2 separate regions of the Mus musculus genome follow, and region 1 is linked to region 2. A link is a contact called in public Hi-C data. All regions are on one chromosome and are shown on one strand. The core of a region is the stretch at or near the end of the contact, and the rest is flanking DNA. Distances in the headings are between cores, read along the strand shown.

Region 1 (3,879 bases), core at 843-3,342, 140 kb before region 2:
CTGAGGTGACAGATTCTCCTGTGTTTTTACAGAGTAACTGTTGTGTTCCGACATCCTCTCTTGTGAACAAATGGATGTTATACTAGTGTCAAAAAGAAACCTAATTTAGAATAGAGGAAGGAGAGGAAGCCAAGCCACTGCTCTCAGGCGCAGGACAGGAAATCTTCCGACCAGTGTTCCCGTGATTTATTTGCTATGAGAAGTTCTGGGAAGGGGGAATTAGGAGCTACTAATTATGATTGTTTTTTAACTTCTAGAGTCAAGACCATGGGCAAAATTCCTGGGTTAAAACAGACAGATGCCTGCTGTTCTGACGGCCTTATGAATCTCCTTGGATTGTTTGTTTGTTTGTTTGTTTGTTTAGAAATTACATCAATGCAGCGCTAACTTCAGTTATACTACAGAACTATTGGCAGAGAAATAGACTTTTTTGCAGCATGCTGAGCGAGCCTGGTGGAAGCTGTAGAGGTCAGAAGGTATGTATGACCTTGTATCCTGGTAGGGGTCTTGCTCTGGCATATACTCATCCAATTACAAAATAATTTTCAATAACAGCAACGTTTTCTGTTTGGGGAACATTCCATTTTCTTCAATGCAATGGGTTAAGTAAGATCTGCCTTCCTACACAGTCACAATCTGGCTTGAATTCTAGTGAGAACTCCTCCTGTTTCCCGATCTCTTTTCTCCTCCTGTCTCTTTTTCTCCCCCTCTCCTCCCCTCTCTGATTCTGTTTCTCTGTGTCTCTGTCTCTTTCATTCCCCTCTCTCTTCCCTCACACCCCACCCTTGCTTTTCATGTATTGGAAGGCCCACAGGATACATATAATATGATTCTCAGGCTTCGTACAATGTTGTCATTCCCTTTTTTATTTAATGACCCAGGGTCAGCTATATAGTCTAGGACATCTTTAAACTGTTATTCTTCTGCCTCAGCATCCCAAGCACTAGGGTTACAGATATGTTCTGTCATGCTTGGTCCACCCTGTGGGCTGAAGTATAATCATGCAGGGCCAGGGAGATAGCACAGGGTGCAGTGTCTTCAGGCCCCAGAATCTGCATGGTAGAAGGGAAGAACTGACTCCAAGTTGTCCTCTGACATCTGACACCACACACACACACACACACACACACACACACACACACACACCACATTAAATAAATTGGGTCCAATCAAAGACAGTCTCTTGGCAAGCCCAGACTGCCATCATTTTCAGCTTTGTCACGAGCATGTCACTTTCTGTGCAGATCTCGAGTTTACAGTCATCCACTGTCTCCACACCAATGACATCATCCTTACCTACCTTTCCACTTGGATTGATAACTAGCTCCATGTGCAAAGTTCATACTTACTCTTCTTGCATCATAACCCTGTTTGTTTGGTTCCCCCAAACAATAACATTCTTTTACAATTTGTCATCTTGCCCCCCACTTTCTCTTTTTCCTGGGTTTGTGTTTCTGTAACCCTAACAGCATTTCTTGTCTTTCTGCATAAAATCACTGAAAACACCACTGGACAAGACAAAGCTACCTCCTTCGTGTCTCCTCTAATCAATTATTGAAGAACAAAGCTTGAAACAGAATGGAATGTCCAGGTGGAGTACCAGTTAAACATTGACTGCCAGTTGCGATTTCTCCAGTGTGGCTCTCTGCTAGAACACAGAGGACACCACAGTGACCGTAAATAATCCTAGGAATGCCAAAGAGGAACCAAGAATTTGGAATATAGATCCCTACGCTTTGGTGCATGTAGAAATGGGAACTTAAGAGTAGCTCAATTTAGAGACTTTAGTATGTTTTTTAATTAATTGGATTCTGAGATTCATACTGTACCAAAAACCAGTGTTAGAAAATTTGTTTTGCAATTTTCCCTGAGGCGCTTTGTTTATCAAACATCTTTCTCACATGGTTTCTTAAACATACCAAAATGTTAATGATAGAAGGAATGCTTTCAGAAGACATCTTGCTTAGCTCAGAGCGCTCGCTGAGTTTCACGCTGTGAATTCACCTACTTGTGAGTCCACCTGTGAGCTGTGTGGTTGTGTGGCTGCGTCAGCTCGAGGGCTGAAGGAAGCACCACCAGCTCCCACATCCCACAATTCAGTCCGGGGAGCACAGGTGAGGTCATAGCTGGACCGAGTGAGACGAGACTAGAAAGTGTGTTCCAGGACTGGGGAGACTGCTCAGTGAGTACGCACTCACGCAGATGCAAGCATTTAAGTTCAGATCTCCCAGAGACACATAAAGCCAGACGTAGTTCCTGTGTCTGTAAGCACAGCACTCTAGTGGCGAGATGACAGGCAGAGACAAGATAATCCCCGGATGATCTTGGGCCAGCTAGCCTGGATGCACAGTGTCAAACAAGAGAGCCTGTCTCCAACCAGGTGGACACCTGAAGTTCTCCTCTGACTTCTGTATGTGCACAGTGACAACCATAACCAGCACTTACCCATATGCACACACACATATGCACACTCACACACACATACGCACAGAGACAGAAACAGATTTAAAAAAAAAAAGTACTCTCAGCTGCATCTACTTGATCTACTTGTAGAATGAAATTACGTTTGTCTCTCTCCCTGCACAAAAATCAATTCAAAGTGGATTAAAGACGTTAATGTAAACCTGAAAAGGTCTCCAATAGCACAAGAATTAACAAACAAGATTACATGAAATTAAGATGCTTCCACATAACAAAGGAAATAATTACCAGAGTGAAGAAACAGCCATAGAAATCAGAAACAACAATGAACATCTTTGCTAACTACACCTTAGACACCCGTGTGTGTGTATTGCTTTCTAGAACTGCAAAAGCTAAATCCAATAGAAAGAAAGAAAATCCAATCAATAAATGGACTAATAAACAGAATGAACAGTTGTCAAAAAAAAACACAAACGAGCAATAATATTTGAAAGGTGTTTAATGTTCTTAGCCTTCAGGGCAGCACAGATGAAAACAGCTTCTAGATTCCATCTCATCCCAGTCAGAATGGCTGAGTAAGGAAACCACAGATAACCACAGATGCTGGAGCGGCTGCTGCTGAGGATGTAAACTTGTATGGCCACCATAAAGCACTTCCCTGCACTGTTCGGTAGCATCTCATACACTCTCCCCTTATTCTTAAAGCTTTGCTTCTCTCTCCCATCGTTAGTCCCTTTTCCTTTTAACTTAACCATAAGCTTCCATAGATTTATTAATCTCTAAAATCTTCGTACCCTAACATCATTCCAACTTTTTCCCCTCCTAGATATTTTATCCACCTTTTAAAACAAGTTCAGTGTTGATCTAATACTTAATCTTTATCCTCTTCCACCTTGTTTCCCTCCTATCCTCAATCATTAACTAAAATCTGAGCCAATGCCTTACGGTCTGTGGTTGTTTATCCTCCAACAGTTATTGAAGTCAAAAGGGCCACTGTCATTCATGGGCTAGTCTGACATTTGCATAGTGACACTATCAAGCACTAGTGGTTGCTCTCTCAACAGACATCCCATTCAGGGAACATAAAGAGCTTATTCCTAATACCCTAAGCTCCCGAACTGTTTCAGAGCTGGAGGCAGAATCCCTGGTCTTATGTGTTTTAGGTAAGGGCTCTGCCACGGAGCTGTGTCCCCAGACCCTGGAATAATTTTAAACAAAGAAAGCGTACTGAAAGCAGCAGGCTAGAAACACCAAGTCACTTGCAAAAGTGGATCCATCAGAATAACAGCAGATTTGTCAACTAAAAGTTTAAAATCTAGGAGGGCCCTTGAAAAATAACTGCAAGCCCAGAACTTCTCTACCCAGTAATCTGTCAAAATTGAAGGAAAAATAAAACTTTTTTAAAATGATGAAATGAATTAAAGGGTTTTATGACCACTAAACCAATTCTACAGGGAA
Region 2 (4,094 bases), core at 1,122-3,621:
TTGTTTTTGGTACAACATTTCTGATTGGCATGGAGCTTGCTGATTTTGTTAGATGGATTGAACAGTAAACCCCAAGGATCCTCCTGCCTCAGCCTCCCTAGTGGCGGACTCACCGCAGCTGGCTTTAAAGAAGAGATTTAAGGACATGTATTAATTATGTATCATAATGGGTCTCACTGTGGCATTCTCATGCATGTATCTTGATCTTATTACTCCTCACTCCCAGCCCTCTCTTGTCCCCCTCCCCCTCCTCCTGTCCTCCTCCCAGCTCACCTTTCTGTCTACATTAAAGCCTTATAAAATATGTGTGATGCAATGAGTTTCATTAGAGTTGTTTACAGGATCATGGCTACCTTCTGAGTGGTTACACTACTGGAGCAAACATGTTTTCCACCATCAACCTCGAACCTCATACAAACCCTTCCAGAGGGGTGGGGTCCTGTGAGCCCTCACTCTTTTCATGACATCACATCAGCTCAGGAGCGTATCAGTTCCCATGCTTGGAAGTCAGTGTTCCTCGAGGAAGCCTCTCGCTCCTCCCTTTCCTGAAGCTCTTACATCCGTTCCACTCTTTTCTCTTGCCTTGTTCCCTGACCCTTAAAAGTGTGATGCAGATGTTACACTTATAGTCGGACATTTTAACTAATTTAGTCTCAGTCCTTGGACCAGTTTTGAGTCTCTGCTGCCTCTGCTGACCACTGCCGAAGCTAACAGAGTACTAACTGAAGGTTACAAACACAGTTATCTGGAAGACAATGAGATGATTGTTCCAGGTCCATTCGGCAAAACCCCAGCCAGCGTCCCCATGACCTCCTCAGCCACAGGTTTCTGTCTGGATTTATATCGTATCAGAGGTGAAATCCCTTATGTGGAGAAGGCACCCAATGCAGTTGGGAAGTGTTGATGACCGCATTTCAGCCTTGCCACTGTCGCGCTAGTGGGTTCACCTTACTTGGCTTACTCAGGATTGTTGCACGTGAGTCATGTCCAAGTAATACTGTTGCCGACTTTCCTCCCCCGCAGCCTGCATAGCACCTTCCAGGGCTGGGAGAGTTAGCCACTAAGGGAGGAAGCCTGCATAGCACCTTCCAGGGCTGGGAGAGCCAGCCACTAGGGAGGGAGCTTCCAACCCAGTTCCTGCTCCAGATCCCTAGGTCCTTCCACCAAGGCGTATTTGCCTGCCCTTTTTTAAAATGTAGGTCCTGGGAGCTGAACTCAGGTCTTCCTGCGTGAGCAGCAGACACTTTATAGACTGAGCTATCTTGAAGCCCCCGTATAAACTCCTTCTCAGTAGCTTGTGTTTTTAAAGCACTGGTGTTCAGGTGAAGCAATAGTGGATATTTATTTATTTTTCTAAATTCTATAAGAACACCTATAACTTCCATAATGCAGACCCCAGAAATGAACACAGAAGGCTTTTAATAGGTATAACTACTAGGATTCTCACACTGAGTATAGGAATGACTTTAGTCTATAGTGAGTCTGTGAGGCTTGTTTGGAATCATACATAGGTGAGAAGAAGCCGAGAAACTTAGCATTTGAAGCCCAGTATAAACTTCTTTTAATTCATCTAGTACGCTCTGAGGTATATGTGATACTTTGTGTATACGGCTATTCTCACCTCAGGGAAATTAATAAATTATATCTTAGGCATGTGCTACTCCAAATAATGTGCTACTCCAAATAACAACAGAGGTTCTTACAAAGAGATGCTATATAAAACCAGACATTGTCTTGATCTTTTGGCTATGAGCTCAGCCGTATAAGAGTCATCTCTCCAGGTCTACAAAACAGACATTATCTTAAGTCATATTCTCTTAGTGGCTTCCTTCTCCTACTCAACGGCATGGTTATTCTGAGACCTAGCATGCAGACAAAAGGTCAGAGAGAAGACTTGGGAGGTTTCCTTCTGCACTGGTCACTAACATGTCCTAACTAGAGGAGGAAACCCACAGCAATGACAGTACAGTGTGAAGAAGGTTCAAGGGCCAAATCCTGGTGCTGCTTAGTGTTGGTTACAGGAATGAAAAGAAAACAGCACGCGCTGCTCAGAGGCTTCTGGAAGCTGCTGTTCTCCTGCCAAGGAGTTGTAGCTCGGTACTTTTCTGAGATCACAGAGGTTTCTTTCAAGTCCATAAAGCTCTGGAAAGAGCGTCAAGCCCCATGTCTAGCTACATGGTAAATAAAATGAACCCATGTCTCAAGCTCTCATTTTCCTTCTGCACAAGAAACCCAAGAACTGCTGACGGCGTGACGGGTGAAAGTTCTATCCAGTAGTTTTACTTTTGTGTCTTGATCCACAGTCGAACGCTTACCCATTTCTTTATTTGCTTTCCCTTGTTTTGACAAGCGTAGGACAGCAGTTCTCAACCCGTGGGTCATGACCCCCTTGAGGGTTGATATTTACATTGTGTTTTGTAACAGTAGCAAATCACAGTTGTGAAGTGGCAGCAAAACACCTTTGAGGGACTGTGTTAGAGGGACTGTGTTAGAGGGACTGTGTTAGAGGGACTGTGTTAGAGGGACTGTGTTAGAGGGACTGTGTTAGAGGGACTGTGTTAGAGGGACTGTGTTAGAGGGACTGTGTTAGAGGGACTGTGTTAGAGGGACTGTGTTAGAGGGACTGTGTTAGAGGGACTGTGTTTGTTAGAGGGACTGTGTTTGTTAGAGGGACTGTGTTAGAGGGACTGTGTTTGTTAGAGGGACTGTGTTAGAGGGACTGTGTTAGAGGGACTGTGTTAGAGGGACTGTGTTAGAGGGACTGTGTTAGAGGGACTGTGTTAGAGGGACTGTGTTAGAGGGACTGTGTTAGAGGGACTGTCTCAGCATTAGGGAGGTTGAGAACCACTGGGACTTTAGAGCTGCCTAGACTCTAGGAAATTAAGAAAAATGAGTGTTTTGACATTTCTTCTGTGTGGCCTTGCCTTAAGCAGAGTTAATGGAAAGGGCTGAGCTGCTTTGTAAGAAGTGCCAGGTAGGGAAATAGGCGGTGCTATCTGTGACTCTGGTGGGGCATGACTGGGCATTATTTATTTTGATGTTTTCCTACCCGAGTCAATTCTTTATTGATGTCAGAAGTTCCTGGAACCCACATGTGTGATCCTGCATGAGGCAGGAACGTTCTACTTTTCAGGGACTGAAACCACGACGACCGGGTGCAGGCTGGCAGGCCGGGGCCACAGCTGATTAGTAAACGCACCCTGTGTCTCACAGGACACTCATTCCTGAAGCACCGTGCCATTTTTGAAAAGCAATATATGTTCTTTTCTTTTTATGGTTGCAAGGTATAGAGGGTGTAAGACCAGTTTTGGAAATAACACTTTTGTAATATTGCTCTAGAAATTGAGAAAAGTACTCACAGATAAAATATCAGGATCCCCCCCCCCACCCCCCCCAGGAAGCTGAAAGTTTAAGTTATCAAGCTGATTAGATTTCGTTCATAATTTCTCCTTCCTTGCTCTCTCAAGATTTGAACCTGAATGCATCTGTTATCACCAAGTTAGTTATGGCACCTGGTAGTGTCAAACTCAAAAAAGCCAAGCAGTATGAACTTTTATGTCCTGTTAATATCCCGGAGAATCAGAAAGCAGAGGCAGGCCAACCAACAGCGCTTGCTTCCAGGTCAGACAACCAGTGAGATGCCAAGTACCTGTGGGCTCGTGTTTATTAGAAATACAATAATGTATAAGAAAGAGTTGCCATAGGCAGAAAGCATTCTAAGCCTGGAAGTTGGGCTTGGCAAAAAAGGTTACACAGAATTCAACAACAACAACAACAACAACAACAACCTTCTTGCCACCGCCCCCCCCCAAACAAAACAAAACAAAACAAAACAAAACAAAACAGTCTTCAATGGCCAGACATACCTGGGTATCCATGAACTATTAGATAGAGTTGATGAGTGGCTTAAAGAGGCAGTTACATTTTTGTGCTGGATAGGACCCGATGTGTAAGATCTAATTGGAAACATAGAGATTGTTCATAACATAGAGGATCTTGAATTAACAGAGTCTGGAAGGAAAGGAAGAAATTTTATTCTGGATATTTGTATGTTGGAAAGATACAGTTTGAGAATGTTAGATGATATCCACCTA

The links. Hi-C and Micro-C count contacts between places; a contact is called where the count stands out from the background.
Region 1: a contact with region 2 is called in a Hi-C map of liver, with 2.6 times the contacts expected there. The contact joins two enhancer-like sites. A contact is called at or near these places in 6 of 484 Hi-C or Micro-C datasets (liver, nephron progenitors and ventricular fibroblasts) and 3 of 115 datasets of contacts at active chromatin or transcription factors (bone marrow-derived dendritic cells, bone marrow-derived macrophages and hepatocytes).

Annotation. Positions count from the first base shown.
Region 1 is chr3:79,377,819-79,381,697 of GRCm38.p6, reverse strand. All of the region lies in intron 1 of Gm17359 (predicted gene, 17359), which reads right to left. Among named protein-coding and RNA genes, the nearest start is that of Gm17359, 34 kb to the right of the region's middle. Within about 2 kb of position 2,092, at least 9 of the 459 cell types and tissues checked have an H3K27ac peak or open chromatin away from gene starts, as enhancers often do. A contact at or near this core is called in hepatocytes and liver, where this site is marked.
Region 2 is chr3:79,241,423-79,245,516 of GRCm38.p6, reverse strand. All of the region lies in intron 1 of 4921511C10Rik (RIKEN cDNA 4921511C10 gene), which reads right to left. It also overlaps a transcript of Rapgef2 not described here. Among named protein-coding and RNA genes, the nearest start is that of 4921511C10Rik, 31 kb to the right of the region's middle. Within about 2 kb of position 2,371, at least 80 of the 459 cell types and tissues checked have an H3K27ac peak or open chromatin away from gene starts, as enhancers often do. A contact at or near this core is called in hepatocytes and liver, where this site is marked.